Linked DNA regions of Mus musculus: region 2 is linked to region 1. A link is a contact called in public HiChIP or PLAC-seq data. All regions are on one chromosome and are shown on one strand. The core of a region is the stretch at or near the end of the contact, and the rest is flanking DNA. Distances in the headings are between cores, read along the strand shown. Region 1 holds the start of Izumo2 (IZUMO family member 2). Region 2 holds the start of Flt3l (FMS-like tyrosine kinase 3 ligand).

Region 1 (4,912 bases), core at 611-3,110:
TTTGGGAGGAATGGGGAATAGGTGTGGGTGCGGGGTGGGTAGGAAAATTAGAACTCACGACAAGTTTTGTGGTCACAGGCTGAAAGAGAAGAGAGCTGATATGAGTGACGTGCAGACATGGCAGCTTGAGAATTGAATTGGGAAGGGATCAAGGGAGAGAAGGGGGAAATCTGGCAAGATGGTGATGCTGGGGGTCCCAGGAGTGCTATTAGGAGGGAAAGAACTGGGTGGGGGAGAAGGGGCGGCACCTTTCATTTCATAGTCTCTTAATGCTCCCTTTAGTTCCTTGATGGCATGTTCCCTGAAGCTCACCAGCTCTTCCAGCAGAGGAACGTCTGAGGAAGGAAGAGATGCTCTTCAGTGCAGGTCCTCATCAAACCTCCAGCCACTTACAGAATTGTCGGACTGGGCTACAGAGGTGGCTCAGTGCTTAAGAGCACTGGCTGCTCTTGTAAAGAACGTAGATTCAGTTTCCAGCTCCTACACGGTGGCTCACAAACACCTGGAACTCCAGTTCCAGGGGAATCTGATGCCCTCTTCTGACACCCACAGGTACTGCATGCACAAATGGCATATAATACATGCAGAAACAAACAAACAAACAAAAAAAACAAACCCCAAAACCCCAAAACACTTATACACATAAAATTTTAAGAATTTTTAAGTGCTCCAGATTTTAGAGGTTTTCATTTCGGTTCTTTGCAAAAATGACCTGACTGTCCAGAAAGAGTCTGAATTCTGGAAGGCTCCCAAGTGTTTGAGACTCAAAATGTGTGTGCAGACTTGTTTGTGCTTGAATAACGGCTGGTTCCCGTGAATCCTGGCACCTAGAGCTTTGAGGCTGGCTTTGAACTCTAACTAATTAGAGGGATTCAAAGTCATGGTCCTCTTGCCTCAGCTTCCTGAGTTACTAGGATGACAGGCCACGGGTTTACTCACTGGTGGAAGGTTATTACAAATGTTAGATTATTATATTTTTTTAAAAGACAGCTGTAGAGAGACAGAAAGAAAGGCTTGGTCCAACCTTAGATGGGACCGTGCTTATTCACCGCAAAGAAGTAGATGGCCAGAATGCCTCCAGAGGAAGAAGTCACCCCTTATCCCATTGAAATGATTGCTGTAGTCTGCAAAGAAAGCTGGGAAATGTAGTCTTTCAGCAAGACAATGCCAAAAACACCCCGTTTATAAAAATCACAGTGTTTGAGAAACACAAGAAGACAGAAGTGTGTGGCTGGCCACACCTAGTGATGGGCATTATAGAGATGGGAGTGTCCCGCATACATCGTCAACTCTGTGTGACTTTGGACAGGTCACCTGACTTCTTTGAACCTCAGCTTTTCTCCCTCTCAACCCTTTCTCAAAATTCTGCCTAGCTGTCACAGCAAAGGACACATGCCCGCCCAGAGGAGAAGCTCGGATGCAGAAAGGAAGGCCAGGGGGTGGCTCAAGGGTCTCCCACCTGTCTTAGAGTTAGCCTTTATATACTGGGCTTGGTTCTTGAAGGATGTCGCCACTTTTTCCAGTTGATCCACGACTGCAGACCAGAAGGGAGGCCCTGTCAGGTCAGAAGGCCCACAGCTCCCCGGGCCTCTTCCCTACGCACCCAAGTACACACCCACTTTCCCCACGAAAGCGTTCATTGCATAGTCCCTGAAGAAAGGCCCCTCCATGCTCAACAGCAGGGCCTGCGCGCGCGCCTGCAGCCCTTCCAGATGGAAGCGCTTGGTGACGATGGCATCACGCAACTGCCTGAGCTCCAGTAGCACTGACTGGTCGCACTGCAGGCAGCCCCATGCCCCGGGGCCGCCCAGGCCACACAAAAGCACCAGGGCCAAGGCCAAAGGCATGGTGGGGACTTTGTGACCTCACAGGGGCGACCTCAGAACACTCCGAGTGTAGCTCTGGAATCCAGGTAGTTAACATATTTATTGAACACCTGTTGGGTGCTGTTCTAACCCCCATCCCCCACCCCCACCCCCTCCACCCCCACCCTGCCCTCCTCCAACCCCTAAAGCCTGGCTGAGAAAGACTGAAGTGTCCTGCCTTACTGTAGGCTAAATTTACTAATTCAACAGACTTTCTTGCTTTCCTTCTTCCTCACGTTTCTTTCTTTTTTCCTCTTTCTCTCTTACAACATCTTACTAATTTTCGAAGCCAGGTACGTCTTTAATCCCAGCACTCTGGAGGCAGAGACAGGCAGATCTCTGTTAGTTCTAGGCCAGCCTGGTCTATATTGAAAGGAAATAAAACTTGAGACCTGTGATTCATGTAATGTATGTCAAATAGCCCAAAGAGTTGTTTGTGAGCTTTGAAACCTGGGGCTGAGAACATAGCAGAACAGACCAGGACATGCCGGGACAGGCCCGTCCCCTCCCTATCTCCCACCCCTCTGACCTAAGTTAAATGTTAACAGGCTGCTGATGTTTAAATGGACCAATCATGTGAAACCGTGCCAATTCCTCCCCCAGCCCCACTCCTTTTCTATAAAAACCCCTAGCTTCCAAGCCTCGTGGTCGAATCCACTGTCTCCTGTGTGAGATACGTTTCGACCCGACGCTCCGCCATTAAAATACCTCGTGTTGTTACATCAAGGTGTTGTGTTCTGTTGGTGATTCTTGGGTGCACACAGAATCGGGAGTTGAGTGGGGGTTTCCCCACTAGGTTCTTTCAATATTAGTGAATGCTAGGACAGCCAGAGCTACATAATAAGACCTTGTCTTGGAATAGGTTTTTTTTTTTTTTTTTTTTTTGAGACAGGGTTTCTCTGTATAGCCCTGGCTGTCCTGGAACTCACTCTGTAGACCAGACTGGCCTCGAACTCAGAAATCTGCCTGTCTCCCGAGTGCTGGGATTAAAGGCGTGCGCCACCATGACTGGAAGAATAGTTTTTTAAAAAAATAATTTTTGAGAATTTCACAGACACATACAATGCATTTTGATCCTATTCATCGCCCCAAATACTCCCAGGTCCACACCCGGTTTCTCTTTCTCTTCTTCCTTTCTCCAGCCCTCCCTCTCCCTATTTCTCTTCTAAGAGTGTGTCACACAGCCCAGGCTGGCCTTGAACTTTATATTTATCGAAGGATGACATTGAACTCCCAATCCTCCGGTCTCAACCTCCTGATAGTGGTGATTATCTAATTGTAAGTCCAATTTTAAAAGTTCAAGGAGCCAGTGCGATGGCTCAGCAGGTCTTCAATGTTAGGCTAAGCAGAGAAAGGTCTGGGACAAGCTGTGCCACTAAGAGATCACACCACACAGTAGATCTAAGGCAAGAATGCTATTATGGGTGAGTGGGGGAGGGAAGGGATCTCTAGAAGTTGGACAGAGAGATTCAGACAGACTGACAGAGAGACAGAGAGACAGAGAGAGACAGAGACTGAGAGACAGAGAGACTGGGAAACAGAGAAGAGACACAGAGAGAGACATGATGCTGAGAGAGACCTTTCAAAGGGTGTGCACATCCCACTGAAACGTAAGCAGTAAGCAGCTTGTAGCAACAGAGGAGATGGGCTGCCCCTGGCAGAGGGGCAGGTGATGACTTAAGCTGCTGGAGCTGAGTGGCTAAAAGTCAGGCTGAGGGAGCCACCTGATTTACAACACTTAAGCATGAGGACCTGAGTTCGATTCCCAGGACCCACACTGTGGAAGGGCAGAATTGACTCTCCAATGTGATTCTCTGAACACACATTCACCATGGCACGTGCTCCTCCCCCAATAAACATGTAATTTAAAAAGTGCTTAGCACTGAGTGTGGTTAATAGCACCAGCTGGGAGCCTGACTCCTTTGCCTGCTTTTAGGACCTTAGGAGAGTGTCTAGTCTTATCAAAACGTGATATGCTAAGATTAGTTGATGTCCCTGGGAGGCTTGCCCTTTTCTGAAGGAAAACAGAGGAGGAGTGGATCTGTGGGAGAAGGGGTGGTGGTGTGGAGGACTGACAGAAGGGAGGGGAAACTGTAGTCTGGATGTAATATATGAGAGGATTAAAAAAAAGCAATAGATGTTCTTGCATAGGAATCTGAATTTGGTTCCCAGCACCACATGGCAGCTCTAGTTGCAGGGGTCTGATGCCCTCTTCTGGTTTTTCTGGGCACTACATCCATGTGCATCTACTCATAATTTTTTTAAAAAATATTTTTTTTGGTCTTTTTGAGACAAGGTTTCTCTGTATAGCCTTGGCTGTTCTGGAACTAGGTCTGTAGACCAGGCTGGCCTTGAACTCAGAGACCTGCTTGCCTCTGCCTCCCAAGTACTAGGATTTAAGGCATGTGTCACCACTGCCCAGTCTTAAAAATAATTTTTTTAAAAAAGTAGATTTAAATTCTGTGTTATAAAACTTGGTTTAGGACACTTGGAATATGTGAATCTACTTCAAGTGAGAATGTTACAAGTTTTCATGACAGTGCAGTGACATCCTGACATCCTGTCCTGAGAACACAGAGAACTGTTGACTCAAAGGCAACAAAGTAGCTATGACAATCCCTCTGCTGGCTACTGTGTGCACCTAATGATTGCAATAGCAATGTTTCGAACAGGACATATTTAAGTAATTCTGAGAACTAATGTTACATGTTTGAGTTTTAAAAACTACTCATTTTTGTTTTGTTTTGCTTTTTTTTTTTTTTTTTCGAGACAGGGTTTCTCTGTGTAGCCTTGGCTGTCCTGGAACTCACTCTGTAGACCAGGCTGGCCTCGAACTCAGAGACCCGCCTGCCTCTGCCTCCCAAATGCTGGGATTAAAGGTGTGTGCCACCACGCCCGGAAAACTACTCATTTTTATTTATACCTTCTTTCCTTCCTTCCTTCCTTCCTTCCTTCCTTCCTTCCTTCCTTCCTCCCTCCCTCCCTCCCTCTTTCTCTCTCTTTCGTTCTCTCTCTCTCCCTCTTTCTTTCTTTCTTTCTTTCTTTCT
Region 2 (5,179 bases), core at 978-3,477, 430 kb before region 1:
TGCAGAAAAGACTTAGGTGGACCATGGAAGAAACAGAACTACACAGGCAGTAGAGTCCTGCTTAGATTGCCACAGAGTCTGGGTCATGGCTCAACAGCAGAGTGTCTGCCTAGCATGTGGGACGTGCTAGGTTCAATCCCCAGAACTGCACAAAAAGAAGATACCTTCTTTTTGTCCTTTTACTGACTCATCTCCCAGTTTAGGGCAGAAAAACCTTCAGCTTAAAGAGGACAAAGGGCTAGTTCTCATAGTGACAAAGCCAGCACTCGCATGAAACCTGCAGACTGGGATGTGACAGATTCCCTGAAGTGCTATAAAAAGCAGCTCAATGAACTAACCATGGCCTGTGCACCCCCACACTCTGCAGCAGCAGTGGGGGTGCAGAGCCCAGAGGAGCATAGATGGGCTGAGGATTGACTGTTTTGGAAGACAAAGTGTGATGTGATCCAGACTGGCTTCAGTCTCGTAATGAAGGATGATCCTGCCTGGATTACAGGTGTGCTCCACCTAGTCTGGTCTGCCTGGAGATGCGATCCAGGGTTTCACACATGCTAGCCAAGCACGGGGGTATTTGCAGCCCCAGGATCTTGAGATGGGATCTCCATACATTATCTAAGTTGACCCTAAATCCAAGAACAAGCAATCCACCCGCGACTCAGAGAAGATCCAGCTGCCTCTTCTAAGTATTGGGAGTAAAGGTTTCATCACCACATCTTGCCTGTTATATGACACAGGGTCTTATATGTAGCCAAGGCTAACCTTGAACTCCTGGTCCACCTGCCTCCAATGCACCATACTCTTCATTCTTGGTCTTTCAAGCACAACCAGGTCCTTTCTGAATTGCCTCTGTGTGGACTCAGGTGGAGTCCAGGTGCCAGCCCCGATAAACAAAGGCACTCCCCATACTTGGAAAATCCCAAGGATTTATCTCCTAGGAACCAAAACCAAAGCCCAGACACATCCTGTGCTACACCACAGCAATGAGATGGGAAGAGGTCGGACTCTTGTGTAGCTGCTGCTTAGGCGAGTCATAGTTCTGGGTGCAAGGGCTTTGCAGGGTGGAAACAGCCACGGAAGAATAGAAGACAATGGGGAAGATAAGGAAACCACATCGTGTGTTAAATGGTGATAAGGGCAAAGCAGGGTGAGTCTGGTGCTGCGAGGGGAGCTTCTTGGGGAAGGGTGTCATGAGGCCTCTGCCTATGTGTTTAAGCAAGGGCTTGGGCAAGATGGGGACAACACAAGGATCTGGAGGGAAGGTATTCCATGATTGGAAACAGCTAGTGCAAAGGCCCCTGGCCAAGAGAATGCCCACCTGAGACGCACGCGCATGGCTAGTGTTGGGAAGGAACACTGATAGCATGAGGTTAGCAGGGAGGGGTTAGGAGAGCACAGAGTCAAACACTGCAGCTCTATGTGGAGGGGTGAGGTGGGCGGCACCATCGATTGAGTCGGGGACCTCAAGCTTGCTAGTTCTCTGCCACTGACTCTCTGGTGGATTCTAGGCAGCTGCTCTCCAACTGAGCTGTGCACCTGCCCGTCTTTGTAGTATTTATTTATGTATTTATGTACGTATGTATGTATGTATTTATTTATTTATTTATAGACAGTTTCTCTGTATAGCCCTGACTGTCCTGGAACCAGTCTGTAGACCAGGCTGGCCTTGAACTCAGAAATCTGCCTGCCTCTGCCTCCCGGGTGCTGGGATTAAAGGTGTGCGCCACCACGCCCAGCCATCTTTGTAGTTTTTGAGACAGGGTCTTAGTAAATTGCTCAGGCCAGTCTTGAAACAAGGCCAGCCTCCAACCCTCATTCCTCCTGCCTCGGGCTCCTTGGAAACTGGAGTGACAGGTCTGTATTACCAGTCCTTGCTAAGAAGGCTGGACTTTTATCCCAAATGAATCAGGAACCTAGAGGCTGGAGGTTCACAAGTTCTGTGCCCCAGGAAGCAGATGATGGCTAGGAAGTAGGGAAATCAGAAAGGAAGCCACTATGACATTCCTTATGGTGGAGGCAAAGTCTATTTAATGGCAGCTGAAGTGACTGACACTGTTCGGATTCTACATACACTTCGAAGCTGGAAAGCCTTGTCGCATCCCTTCGCTATCCTTTCAGGGCCCAAGCTGAGGTCTGCGGCCGCGCCACTTGTTACCACTAGGTGGCGTGTCCCGCCCGGGCTCGAACTCACCCCTGGCACTGTCTACCCCAAAGCTTCCTTTCACTTTCGGTCTTTGGCTGTCATCCAGCTTTGGCTTTCCACACCCAGCTGGGGCAAGCCTGGTGCGTGGGGTGAATGGCTTTCCAAGTCCCCGAGGGGCGGTCCCAAGGTCCCCACTCCCGGGCAGAGGGAGCAGGGTGCGAGACCTGGGGAGGATTCTGGGGACGTCGGTCGGGGTTCTTAGAAGAGGAGATGACTTTTCACAGTCACTGAGGCTCGTGCAGGAAGCCTGGGGGAGCAGGAGGCGGAAACGCACCCACATCAAGGGCGGCAGGGCGGGGCGGCGGGGTACAGGGGTGGGTGGGGAAGGGGCTGCAGGGTATGAGCCCGAGACCTGCCCTCCTGTCACTTCCAAGAACCTGTCACAGGCATGAGGGGTCCCCGGCAGAGATGACAGTGCTGGCGCCAGCCTGGAGCCCAAATGTGCGTATACCTGAGGGGTGATGGAGCCGGGCGGAGAAGGGAAATGGGCAGGGGATGGAGGCATGAGGAGACAGACACAGAACAGGATTGGAAGAAAAAAAAGAGGATGGCCACAGGTTTGTCACAGGAGCCAAGGTGCAGGACAGGCAGAGACAGGGAAGATGACACCCAGTTAATGAGGGAAGCAGGATCCAGGGAGCCCCTGCATGGAAGTCAGTTGCTGACACCACCTCCCTGTAGTCCTCCCTGTTGCTGCTGTTGCTGCTGCTGAGTCCTTGCCTGCGGGGGACACCTGACTGTTACTTCAGCCACAGTCCCATCTCCTCCAACTTCAAAGTGAAGTTTAGAGAGTTGGTGAGCCAGTTCCCATACTGTGCTGGGTCCTTATCTCCGCATCTCTGTCTCACAACATGTCTTTATCTCTGTGAGGTCTCTGTCCCTCTCTCTTTGGATCTCCGCCCCCTGCCCCCTTCTCTGGGTCTCTTACTATCTTTCTCTGTCTCAGTCTCTCTTTCTGAGTCCCTGTTCTCTGAGTCTCTGTCACTGTTTCTCTCTAGGACTTCTGGCCTTCACTCTGAGCACATGTTCCTCTCTGTCCCTCTCTCTGTCCCTCTCTCTGGATGCCTCTCTCTGTAGACCTCTGCTGCTCTGTGAGTCTCTTTGCTACTGTCTTGGTGTCTCTTCTCTCTCTCTCTCTCTCTCTCTCTCTCTCTCTCGTTCTCTTCTTCTTTATGTGAGTCCTGCCTCTTTTCTGTCCTTGTCCCCTTGTCTCAGGGTCAACTTCTCCGACTCTATAATTTGCTCTTGCTTTCAATCAGGCCTCACCTTGTTTTCTCCCATAGACTGACCACCTGCTTAAAGATTACCCAGTCACTGTGGCCGTCAATCTTCAGGACGTGAGTCACAGTCGGGAGGGCCCTGGGATGGAGGTGGGAACCAGACTCAAGATGTGCCACCAGTCAGGGACAAGACTAGTGGGCTACCTCCTGCACCCTCAGACCTGAAAATCTAGACCTTCTTTCCACCCACACCCACCCCATCCTAGCCCCAGATCAAGGCATCCTAGCTCATTCTCCCACCAAGCTGTCAAGACTGGCCTCTATGTTCCTTTCTCGCTTGGGTTTAGTAGGTCACTCCCTCTCAGGCATCTGGCCCCGCCCCTCCGTGGAGAGGGCGTGGTCTTCAGACTTGAAGCCCCACCACTTTTCTCCCTTGGTGTCTGGCCGGGTCTCATCTCAGGCATTTGATCCATACCCACCTCCATCTCACAAGTGACAGGCCCACCCTTCCTACCCTTTCTGGCCCCACCTCTTTCGGTCTCCTGGCCCCGCCCACTAATTTTAGCATCTGGTCACGCCCATTCTCCGCTGACACCTAGCCCCATCACTAAGCCATCCTGACCCGCTCTCCTTCCTTCTGCCTTCTGGCCCGGCCTAACCCATGTCAGTCATCTAGCCCCGCCCCTACTCTCTGAGCTCTGGCCTGGGTTCTTGGTCTGCAGGAGAAGCACTGCAAGGCCTTGTGGAGCCTCTTCCTAGCCCAGCGCTGGATAGAGCAACTGAAGACTGTGGCAGGGTCTAAGATGCAAACGCTTCTGGAGGACGTCAACACCGAGATACATTTTGTCACCTCATGTACCTTCCAGGTTAGCACTAGAACTCAAATGAAGAGAGCCAAGTCCCTCCCCAGGCCTTGAAAAACAGCTCTGCCAGCCGGGTCTTTTAGGGGGAGTTCATTTTCCCACAGCATACCACGGAGGTAGGGCTGGAACCTCCAAGCCCCGAGGTCACCTGGGGATCTGTTACTGGGTCTGTGCCTTAATAGCTGAAGAAGGTTGTTCCTAAGGTGTTCTCTTTCCTAACAACTGGAGAACCCTGGAGTCTTTGAGGCCTGGGCCCCTAGGCTCTGTGACCTCTGCAGGTCAGGGCCCTGGGTTGGTGGAGCCCCTGGTGTGACATGGTGATGATCTGTCCCTCCCTCCCTTCTCCCAGCCCCTACCAGAATGTCTGCGATTCGTCCAGACCAACATCTCCCACCTCCTGAAGGACACCTGCACACAGCTGCTTGCTCTGAAGCCCTGTATCGGGAAGGCCTGCCAGAATTTCTCTCGGTGCCTGGAGGTGCAGTGCCAGCCGGGTAACGGTGGCCCCAGAGCCCAGCACCATGGTGCCACCAGGCTCACAGCCACAGCCTTGCTAACTGTGTGTCCAGGGCTTCTGCTCCCACTAGTTGGCACTTCACACATGTTCTTTCTCCCTTATTTTCTCTCTTTTCTTTCTTCTTTTTTAAAGATGTATCTTTATGTGTGAGTGTTTTACCTACATGCCTGTAAGTGCACTGAATGTGTGTCTGGTGCCTGCAGAGGCCAGAAGAGGGCACCAGATCCCCTGAAACTGGAGTCTCTGCTCCGTGTGAACCACCACGTGGGTGCTGGGACCCAGGTCCAATGCAAGAGCACCCAGGGTTCTTACCTGCTGAGCCACCACTTCAACCCTTTTTCTTTTCTTTTGAGATAGGGTCTCATTATGCAGGCTAGGC

Evidence for each region. HiChIP or PLAC-seq counts read pairs in DNA pulled down with a chosen protein or histone mark.
Region 2: an H3K27ac HiChIP or PLAC-seq map of embryonic stem cells shows a contact between it and region 1, with 2.1 times the contacts expected there. The contact joins the promoter of Flt3l here to the promoter of Izumo2 in region 1. A contact is called at or near these places in 1 of 39 promoter capture datasets (stem cell-derived epiblast-like cells), 1 of 15 datasets of contacts at CTCF or cohesin (embryonic stem cells) and 2 of 115 datasets of contacts at active chromatin or transcription factors (embryonic stem cells and pancreatic cancer cells).

The regions. Positions count from the first base shown.
Region 1 is chr7:44,705,678-44,710,589 of GRCm38.p6, reverse strand. It overlaps Izumo2 (IZUMO family member 2), which reads right to left and starts at 1,860. Exons shown (of 7, transcript NM_001368390.1): 1 at 1,616-1,860; 2 at 1,460-1,534; 3 at 249-335; 4 at 59-79. The coding sequence starts at 1,847.
Region 2 is chr7:45,133,480-45,138,658 of GRCm38.p6, reverse strand. Flt3l (FMS-like tyrosine kinase 3 ligand) reads left to right here and starts at 2,227. Exons shown (of 9, transcript NM_013520.3): 1 at 2,227-2,280; 2 at 2,575-2,641; 3 at 2,882-2,995; 4 at 3,484-3,537; 5 at 4,143-4,286; 6 at 4,633-4,777. The coding sequence starts at 2,609.